2 separate regions of the Anas platyrhynchos genome follow, and region 2 is linked to region 1. A link is a contact called in public Hi-C data. All regions are on one chromosome and are shown on one strand. The core of a region is the stretch at or near the end of the contact, and the rest is flanking DNA. Distances in the headings are between cores, read along the strand shown.

Region 1 (5,223 bases), core at 1,790-4,289:
TTAGAGCAGAAGCCATATCCATAGATTTGCTTAGCAATCAGCATCACACCAAGTATGAATTTGTTTGAATCAGTGCTGAACATTCATTGGAATAATTAAGCACTGACTATTTTTTCAAGTGAAGAAGTTAGAAAAAGACCAAAAAAAAGTGAGAATTATTTCCAGTAATAATTTTGGCTGCAAATAGAGATGACAATTGGGCTATCAATTAGCACATACTCATCAAAGAGGCAAAAATACCAGTTATAGCAGACTATCTTTCCATTTTTGGTTTTGCTGCTTTATTCCAACCACTGCCTAAAGTGCATTTGCAATTCTTGCTGTTAACAGCAGTTACTTATGAAAGATTTCCTCCAGAGGGGAGACAGGCAAACCAGAATTTCATAAATTGCAGCCATGTCCCTCCTAAACTGCTATCTGTGATGGAGGTCAACGAGATTGTTTCACTGAACTTTTGCATTGTTTGAAGGACATCATTTACATATCAAGGAAATAAAAGGCAATCTATTTATTTTTTTCACAAAACATGAAGTGTGTTTTCAGATGGGAAGAAAAGTGGCAATCTGATGATGTGTCAGTGTGACTTGAAACTGGGTTTGAAAGTTGGCAAGACAAACCCCAAGAAGGAAAGGCAATGGCATGTTAAACACTACTGGTTTCACAAGAACTATTCCTTGTAAATGTTCTGTCCTGAGCTCCATCAGAAAGAGAGGATTCATAGTCATGGTCTTGTTAGTTTCCACTTAAATTTTAATTTTTATCTGCAAGATATTAGTACTTGGATCAGGTGAAAATATTATCTCTTCCGTTCTTGCTGGAGGTCTGAGCAGTTCATGCCTGTGCAATCATTTCTCTCATTTTTGGCTGGCTCACGGAGAAGTTCTGCAACTTTCTGCTGCTTGTGAATGCACTTCTCAGGCTTAATTAGCAAAAGCCCAATATTTGGGGTACCGGAGCTGAGTTACAGCTTGTGCTGCCTGTATAGCTGCTCATCAGGCAACTGAGATGACTGGGTCTGAGCCAGCAGGGATCACTGCTGCTGCTCTGGGGGATGATGCAAAAAGGGGTGAATAAGGAAAGATGAACTTTCAGCTCCTAAGTTAACTTTTTGGCTGCCCAAAAATAAAACATGGGAAAAAAAATAAAAATAAAATCAAGACTCCCAAGTTTCCTGAAAAGAAAGTGCAATCTAGTGCAGTGTGCTTTCATTTTCTTATTCTGTTCCTTCAGTTTCCTTCTGATTTCTTGTGCTTCAGCCTATATCTGCATATTGAAGGTATCCCGGTTGTTTGTGAAGAAATACCAGAAGAAATTGCACTTGGTGCACTTAGTGCATGTTTAGGGTTTACTTCATAAAAGAAACAGGCTGCCCTGGGGAATTGTGAGTAGAATCATACATAACAAAGGAGAGGAGATCCTTGCTCAAGCCTTGCAAGCTTAAAGTTTCCATGAGAAAACTAAAGAGAAGGAGGGACTGTGGAAAACTAGTTTCAAATCTCCTGTGTCCTCTTGGCTCGTGTATTCATGCACATGGGTGATGACTGCTCAGATAGTAATAGTAGGCAGAAGTCTACGGATTTGGAACTTGCTTTTCATGCATGAAAAACACTTTGGCTACTGAATATGAGGGAAGCATAAGTCTGCCCCTTCTCATGAGCTCTCCAGTGAGACGCAGTTCAGTAGCCAGACTCTGAACACTGTTGTAAACTGGGCTTGATGAGTCAGATGAGTTTAGGGATTTTTATGGAGTTTAGACACAAGCTAGAGGGTCCCTGTAGTTGAGTCATGTCACTATGTGGGGATCTATGCACTGCAACGAATGGGGCCATTGGTAGAAATCAAGGCATGTACCTTACATCCCTCTGAGGCTAAGGAGAAAGTTTTCAAGGATCTCAGGAGTAATGAGACACTGGACATAATTGCACACAGTAGCAATCAGATGTCCAAATCCCTTGGAGAACCCAGTTCTAAAAGCCAATCCAAGTTCCCCTGGTGTCAATAGGAACTGCAAAGGGTGCTACAATGCTCTTCCTCCGGGGTCCAGTCTAGCATCTAGATCAGATGAAGGCAATAAGAAACAGTAATGTGTAAATCAGAACTCAGTGGACTCAGAAAAGTGCAGCAATAGCAGAGCAGGTGTATGTACAACTGCATATTACTTCACATTTCCCAGGCAGGAGCAGGTAGTTTGAAAACAATTTACAAACGTTTAAACATGTCCCTAATCATAGCTATAATTCTCATTCTTTAAAAACAACTTACTGAAAAAATAAAACCCCTTAATTTGCAATTTTGCTATCATAAAAATGTGTCTCCTGGGCTCACAGAATGTTAATGCATTTGAACTCAGTTTTATAATGATAAACCTAAGTAATTCTGCTGGAATAAAGCCCATCTGCCTCTACTCGTGCTGCACTTCACACAGTGGGTTTCTCTTCAATGAGCTCAAGCAATGGCAAAGGTACTAAGGTACAATCCTAAGAGTGGCCTAGCTGCAAAGAGACAGCAGCACACCATACATGCTCTTAATAAGCTAATTCATAAATTGTAATAATTAAAGAGGTGTATCCTTGGAGATAATCCTGTGGGAAAGACCAAATTCATTTGCCTCTGCTGTCCCTAAAGATGGCCCCTGTGGCTCTGGAAGTCACCTTCCTGAACTGGGTCTTTGAGCTTTCCCCAGACCATGACCTGCACCTACACATCCTGCTTACAGTAATCCTTCAGGGGGCTTAAACTTAGCATGACAAACACTTTGACCTTTGCATGCTTCCTCAAAAGGCTGCACAAACGTAGCACCTGAGACAGACTGCACACACAGACACGTGCTGCTTTGGGGGTCTCTGTCACCAAGGAAGCTCCTGCCAGATGAATGCCTCTTGAATGCAGTCTCTGCCACGCCAAGTAATCTTAAATAGGACTTTGTATCAGGTAGATAGAGAATGCAAACATCATTGAGTGTTTTTGGCCATGTGAGAAACTAAGTTGTGTTTTTGCTGTAGAGAACTACAGCAAAAACACAACTGTTTTCTGTGTTCCAAGATAGTTGTGTAGTCATAATAAGGAGAAATGCTAAGTAGATAAGTGGACAGTAGAAGGCCTCACTGTTCCAAAATAAGGTAGCAGCTTGAGAAAAACAGGATGAGCAGTGTAAGAACAGTAAAACAAAGATCACAAGTTCTCAAAATATAAGAAAGGAGAAATTAAAGGGTTGAAAAAAAGAAAAAATGTACATATATGGTATAGAGGAGCGTCGAGTAGCTTGTGAACCTGTAGTACTCAGCCAATGAGGAAACAGGGGAGGTTATTAGGCATCGGGTAATAGGGAATAAAAGGTTATGATTTGCTTACTAAAATGCACTCCTGATTGACAGGACGCCCACCATTGCAATCGCGAATAAAATAGCTTCACAGAAGATCCTGTCTGAAGAAAATTATTTGAGATGTTTCTCACAGCCAGATGCATCTTGATAAAAGTTGTGACTATGTTTATGATATAAGAGCCACATGTGATGCTCTATCTGCTGCTCTGATTCCTTCTCCTTTAGACAAAATATACAGTCACTGCCATCCTTCAGCTGGCAGTATCAAGTGTGCAAAACCTTCATTTAAAAGTTAGTTTTCCAAGGTTAAATTCTGAAATGTTTTGCACTCCTACAAGTTAAAAAGAAAACAAAAAGAGCAAGACCCCAAACACATGCAAAACACAGTAACAATATGACACTCCACAGATGTATTTTCAAACATTTCTAATATTCCTAGTCTGTTTCCATTAGCTTTTTCATTATTTTTTTTTCAACAGACACCCTAGTAGTCATCACCTTGCCTAAGGCTTCAACCTTAAGTTGTATTTCTTTCTGAAATATACAGAAGCCTTCGTATTATCTATACATCTTTAAAGAAGTGGCACAGAACAGATAAATGATCCAGAGCAAAAGCTCCTTTGTATAACTTTCACAGTCAGGTTTGTGGAAAACAAGTACAGTGTTGGGGCCCTTGAAGAACTGCAAAGAAACTATTTGCATGATTCTGTGCAACAGTATTGTAGAAGTAGAGGATACAAATTTATGACAACAAAGAGAGCCTACATTCGCTTTATAAGACTGTTTCATGTAAAAGTAATGTAATTAGTAAACAGTTTAACTTACATTTCAGTGGTAATGCAAAGATTTGACACCAGAGATGAATACTGGCTTCTCTGGCATGTCTTCACTTATTCAGTAGGTAGGAATAGTTTTGCACATTTTCAACATGCTTCTTCTGACTGATAATCCCCTGACTTTTAATAGTTAGGTAGCACATAGTGGTTTAAACAAGACTAGCTGAAAAAAATCATTGACAGTCAGGAGAATTCAGTCAATTTGATCCTCTGCCATTGAGGTCAATAGGATTATTGAAGTGAAGCACAATCACCCTAAAGCTGGCATAACTGCAGTCACCTACATGTATGTTATATACAGGCCTTGTATGAGGAACCGCTGAAGAGCATCAAGTACAAAGTTCAGGGCCAGATCCAGACTTAAACAAGGTGAGATACTGGTTTAGCCAACCCTTATCCCCCAAGTTTTAATCTGGAACTGAATGTGCCCAGAATGCATTTTAACCCAGAGTATGGGTTGAGGTTATTTTCTGAGGAAGATGTTGGTTTTGGCAGCATCATAACCATGCACACCATTCTTCTGAACTTGCATCAGATTCTTCATCAAAGACACCCAAGTCCCTCCCAAAAACCTCTCTGGGGAAAATCACATCATTACAGTAAATATGTTACTGACTATTAGAGAATACATAAAAACTCGAGAAACCAAATTGCCAGATGCCCAATGAACACTGTCTGTTTCTGAATTTAAAACCTTCCAGTAGTTTACAGTGATAATTCCTCCTTAAATCACCGCTTTTATTAAGGAAACAAAAAGGCATTTCAAAAACTCTACCTACGATCACTCGTTTCTGCCAAGCGGTTGTTCATGATGGCTAGAGCACCCACCCCTGCAGAGAAACCATTTTGTCTCGTATTGATACAAACGTTTCTTGGGTAGCCATTGGCCGTCTCAGACAGCTGCTTTTGCAAAATGGCCAGGGAGACTTTGTTTGATGCCATGAGCTCCCGCATGGAGATCATCTCACCGGAGAGCCTCCTGCCCTCAGTGTCACTGTCGTACTGTCCATCAGCGTCCATTGAGATTTTATGCCGACGCAGGCGTGCTCCTGGTGTGATGGCGT
Region 2 (5,223 bases), core at 2,033-4,532, 68 kb before region 1:
TCAAAACAATTTTATACATATATAAGAACCAGAAATGTGTTTGTAGCATTTAAATTATAATTGGTCTGAGCTGTAATTATGCTTTCATAAGTGTAAACCACATCTATCCTACACTGCACTGCCTAATTGGCATTCAGCTATTTGCTAAGAGGAGATATGTCCAACAGCTGATAAAACTCTGCTGTTTGTAACCAGTAAGCAAGATCTTACCTTGAGAGCATTACACTGGGAAAAGTCACTTTAGAAACACCACTGAACAAAGTCATGCATTTCACCCCCAAATAAAGCCTTTTATATCACTACAAAAGGTTCAAAAATGGTACTCCTCTCTAAGCCCCAGACACTGAGTTGTCTCTGTAATTAAGCTATTTCAATACCTGGATTGTTTTATCTCTCTAACCATATGCCTGCTCCACTGGCTTATGGTTAAGAGAAGCTTCCCTCAAAATAACCTGGAAAGACGGTAAAATTAATGCAATTGAGAATGGTTTTTCACTCCCATTGCTTTGCTGGGGAATGACATTGTGAAGAGCAACTCTCGCAATTTCCAAAATAATAAGCAACATCCATATGTATAAACAAGAATTTATTTCGATTTGGAAAACTGGAGAAATTAAAGATAATGAGACCTGCATCAGTTCCCGCAAATTGGAGCCAAATCAAATGCAACATGGTGCACCTATCTTTCCATTAGCTATGGTTTGGCTTTCTAATGCTGATAGTTCAGGGAACACTTAATGTGTCACACTGCAAGGCCAAAGCACACTGCGATGGGCTTCTTCAGACCACACAAATATCCAGGTTGAAGTCCATTCAACCTTTAGACACTGTTTTTTGTACACTGACAACAAAGACATGTCCAGTATTTGGAGGTGGTGGAAAAAGCAGCTTTACTTTCAGTAGTAGCCACTATGAGGTTTCAAGACTGCAGACTAAGGCTTGGTTTATTAATACTAGGCACAGAGGTTTACCTATCCCAAACAAGGGCCAGGGGAACAAGAAGGATTAGCATGTGTTCACTCTGTCCTGTTTCTATAAAGTTACAATATTAAAACAAAACAAAAGGCAAAAGCCTATCGTGAAGTGTACTGTTCCCTGTTTTTAAAGTCGATGTAGTTCAGCTTGGCAATTTGACATGACAGGGTAACTCCTCATCTTGAAAAAAAACAATACATTTACACACAAAAAGAGATTTACCATAAGACAGGCATATCTGAGCCTATTGATCCTGCTCATCTTTCTGCAGAATGCCATCATCTGACAGCAACAATGTGAAAAGTCCATGTGAGAGACTTTAAAAGTCTTTCAAAGTTTTCACTTTGCTAAAACGATGCTGTTAATTTGAGTCATTGAAAACTGTACCAGAAGAGTATTAATAAGCCACTCAAAACTGCAAGAAGAATTAAAAAAAAATAATAAAATAAAAATGGAGAAGTCTCATTCAGACCGTACTAGGAGCAGACTTAGAGAACAGTCATTTAACTCAGACCCATCAGAGAGAGCTCCTCGATTTCAGCGGGCCGTTGTGGACTACAGTAAATATGAAAACGGAGATGCAACACAAACTTAGCACACATAGAGACAAAATGGCACAGACCGCTAACCTGTGCTTACTTTCAGAACATGCAAAGGTTTTAAACCGTTTCATTAACTGAGATTTGCATGTAAAAGGAGTGGCAATGCGTTTGTATTGTACAGTGAATATCAACACTGGTAAGAGGAAGTTTCAACTGTCCTTGAAAATACCGATTTCTCATAAATGCAAGTTGTCATTGTTTTTCTCCTTTCCTAAAATAACTTAGTTTTCAGGACACTGGTATATCTTTCAGAAAGATTTTTTTAAGCTGAATTAATACATTCAGAAAAGATTCAGAAAAAGGCGTACCACACCTTATTTTTGTTTTACATTTTGGCATCCCTTTTCCACTTCGGAGAGTAATTCTAAAACCAGCAGCAAGCTTCCCTACCTTTCATCTTCTGTAACATTGCCAGGGCTTTTGCACTACCTACAGTTTCACAGGTTCCTGGTAAGCTGCACTGCTCAGGGACATGGTACCGAAGACTTTGATTTCTCAACGAGGAAAGTGCAGACAGTCCCGTACCAGAGAGATTCGCTTCAGAGCAGTCCTAAAGGGGAGTAACCAAGCATATACAGTAGTGTTTTAGGGGGGGAAATAGAACGATCCTTGAGAAAGTGTGCTCTGCATAGACAGGTGCCTGGTTTTTTGCTAAGCTAACTCCGGGATTATCGGGATTTCTGTTAAAGGCTCATAGAAAAAGAGTTCAGCCGGCACCACCGAGCAGAATTAATCATTAAACATCGCTATCTACCGCTGCTCCTCGGCCCGGCGGAGGTGGGCTGCGGGAGCAGGGGGTGGCAGCGCGACCCCCCGGGGGGGCACGAAACACCTCAGGGAGGGAACCAAAAGGGCGAGGCGGGGCCGGGGAGCCCCGGACACACTCGGACACACACACACGCCTTCCCGGGACTTCTCCCGGTGACTAACAGTTTCTCCTCGTCGTCGGGGGCGGCTGCCTGCTGCCACCACCCCCTCCTCCCCCCGCCGGCTCGGGGCAGCGCGGTTTCGTCCCCTCTCCCTCCCTCCGGGCCGCACCTCGGGGCGCTCCCCTCGGCCGCCCCGGAAGGGGCTATATTTGGGCCGGGGCAGGGAAAGGGAGGGCGCTGAGCTCAGGCTCGCCCTGCTCCATCCAGTTTCGCCCAGGTGCGGGGGGGAGGGGGCGGTTTAACAACGCCCGGCTGCCCGGGGAGGAGGTGCTGCTGCCGCCCTCTGCGCCTCGCAGGTGTAACCGGAGCCAGGAGGGCGCGGCGCGGCCATCCCCTGCCGAACCTGTCGGGCGGCTCACATCGCTCCCCGCCGCGCAAGCAGCGCTCTCTCTCCCTCTTTCTCCCCAAACCCGCTCCTCCGAGGCTTTCTCCCCGGCCTCTCCGCGCCCCACCGCCGGCCGAAGCCATGGAGCCGCTCCGCGGGGCTGCGCTCCTGCTGCTGCTCTGCGCCGCTGCCAGCGCCCAGAACGGTGAGTGCCTGCCCCGCGCCCCTCGTCTCGCCCCACGCCTTCCCCGCTAACCCCAAACGGGGCCCTCGACCCCACTGAGGGCGACCCCGCTCGTTCCCCGCGGAGCCGCCCCCACGAACCGGGGCGGTGGGCGCCCCGCTCCGCCCGGCCCCTGGCAGCGCCACAAAATGGCGCCCCCGCTGAGGCAGGGGCTGCCCGCGGGCGGGAGGGTGCCCGGTCTGTCGTGTCCCTCTCCCCCGACGGCTCTCCCCACGGTTTGGGGTGCCCAGCAGCAAAAAAGGGCCGGAGCCGGTCCTGGGGCTTCGAGGGGAAAGTTCTCGCCCAACGCTGGAGCCGCGGGGTGGCTGCGGGTGAGGGGCGGCTGTGGCTCCCCTCCTCGCCCGCGGGGTCAGCCTCCGCCCGGCCTCGCCTTCGGGAGCATCCGCGCTCATGGCTGTGTGTCTCTTCCAGAGTGTGTTTGCGAGAATAACAAGCGTGTCACCGACTGCAAGTTGTCTAACGGCGTCTGCCAGTGCAGCTCCATCGGCTCCGGTATCACCGTCAACTGTAATACTCGTGAGTACAGCCCGCTTGTCCTCTGTGGGTTTTAACCTAGGAGCTCTCACTACTATGGGGATCCTAAATAAAAGTGCCAGGTACCGTGTAAGAGGGGGTATGTGACCGTGCGCAATGAGCTCCTGGCAAGTAACGACGGCAAGGGAAGGGAAGAAAGATTCTTCCTGGTCTTCTAGGTCAACTGGCAATGAACAATGAGCGCGTCTGATTCCTGCTGCGTGACTCCAGTTCCCTGATCTCTTTCACTATCTGATCCTTGCCTAACGAAAAGGGTTTCTCAAACGTTAATTTTTTGCTTCCTTCTAAGCACATATCGTGACTTTTCCTATGAATTTAGGGGTGAAAGAGCCTTTTCTAAAAGCCTTACTTCTTGGTTTGAGGTAGCCTGTAAATCTTTATCTGGGTGGAAGAAACCGAAACTGCCTAGACTTCTGCATTTGGCTTCAGAAGCTGATATACTCCAAACCATATTGGCTTTATTTATTACCTATACCTTTGGTATCTGATCTTTTTCCTTGAAATGGCTTCAAATGCAGTTGCTTCTGAAGTAACCATGTGGTTTTATGGAGTTTTGTTTTTGTGTGTGCATGGTCTGAAATTGTAAAATGTGACTTTCTGGTTATTTTTAGTGACATCAAAATGCTTGTTGATGAAAGCAGAAGTAAAAAGCACAAAATCAGGTCGTCGTGAAAAGCCAAAAGATGCGTTTGAAGATACTGATGGTCTTTATGATCCTGAGTGTGAAAACAATGGTGTCTTCAAGGCAAAGCAGTGCAATGGAACCACCTGTTGGTGTGTGAATACAGCTGGTGTTAGAAGAACTGACAAACATGACACAGACTTGAAGTGCAATCAATTAGTCAGAACAACGTAAGTCTTTTTAGCAGGGCGTGCTGTGACCTAAAAGCATTCCTGTATTAGGTTCTGCCTTACAGAGGATTTATCTGTGTGAGTGATACACTGGGACTGAATGAACATGGAGCAATAAGTACTTGTTTACTGCCTTTTTCCTTTGGAAACAATGAGATTTATGGGGAGAGGGGAGGAGATATATATATATATATATATTTTTTTTTTTCCTCCTCTCACTACTTCATTCACCTCCACCCCCCACATGGGATTAGATTCTTGGTGTACGTTGTTCATATGCATGTGTTTTTAAGAATATTCATTACTTCAGGTGGATCATCGTTAAAATAAAACATGCTGAAAGAGAAACTCCTCTGAACACTGAGTCTCTGAAGAAGTAAGTGACCTACTGTACTTCTAAACAACCAAGTGTTTAAAAGCATTGTCAAATGTGTGAACTAATTTATTTGTAAGACTTGTAAGTGACCTATAGGTCCTTCATAAAGCTTGCTTTAATTTTATTGGAAATTAACGGTTTAAATGGAAACCAATCACCATCATTTTTAAGTGGAAATGTACCTTTTAATCAAGTCAAGATAGTAAAGAAGATAATCAGGTGAAACTGCTCAAAAATGAAACTGATGGAGAGATAGAGGAGGGACTTCATAAAAGAAGTAGGAGACAAAACATCAGGCTAGCTATATTTCTTGGCTTAAATAAAATTCTTCTTGTCAAAGGTCATATAGCAAGAAAAATGTGCTTGTAGCTGTGAGGGTTTTTTTG

The links. Hi-C and Micro-C count contacts between places; a contact is called where the count stands out from the background.
Region 2: a Hi-C map of small yellow follicle shows a contact between it and region 1, with 2.8 times the contacts expected there. The contact joins the promoter of SPDYA here to the enhancer-like site in region 1. A contact is called at or near these places in 3 of 8 Hi-C or Micro-C datasets (liver, skeletal muscle and small yellow follicle).

The regions. Positions count from the first base shown.
Region 1 is chr3:18,639,362-18,644,584 of IASCAAS_PekinDuck_T2T, reverse strand. KCNK12 (potassium two pore domain channel subfamily K member 12) reads right to left here. Exons shown (of 2, transcript XM_038176445.2): 2 at 1-5,223. The coding sequence ends at 4,931. Among named protein-coding and RNA genes, the nearest start is that of KCNK12, 19 kb to the right of the region's middle. Within about 2 kb of position 3,039, at least 3 of the 8 cell types and tissues checked have an H3K27ac peak or open chromatin away from gene starts, as enhancers often do. A contact at or near this core is called in small yellow follicle, where this site is marked.
Region 2 is chr3:18,707,633-18,712,855 of IASCAAS_PekinDuck_T2T, reverse strand. SPDYA (speedy/RINGO cell cycle regulator family member A) reads right to left here and starts at 3,282. Exons shown (of 12, transcript XM_072035460.1): 1 at 3,156-3,282; 2 at 1,891-2,127. It overlaps EPCAM (epithelial cell adhesion molecule), which reads left to right and starts at 2,675. Exons shown (of 9, transcript XM_027453624.3): 1 at 2,675-3,036; 2 at 3,487-3,591; 3 at 4,221-4,461; 4 at 4,772-4,837. The coding sequence starts at 2,973.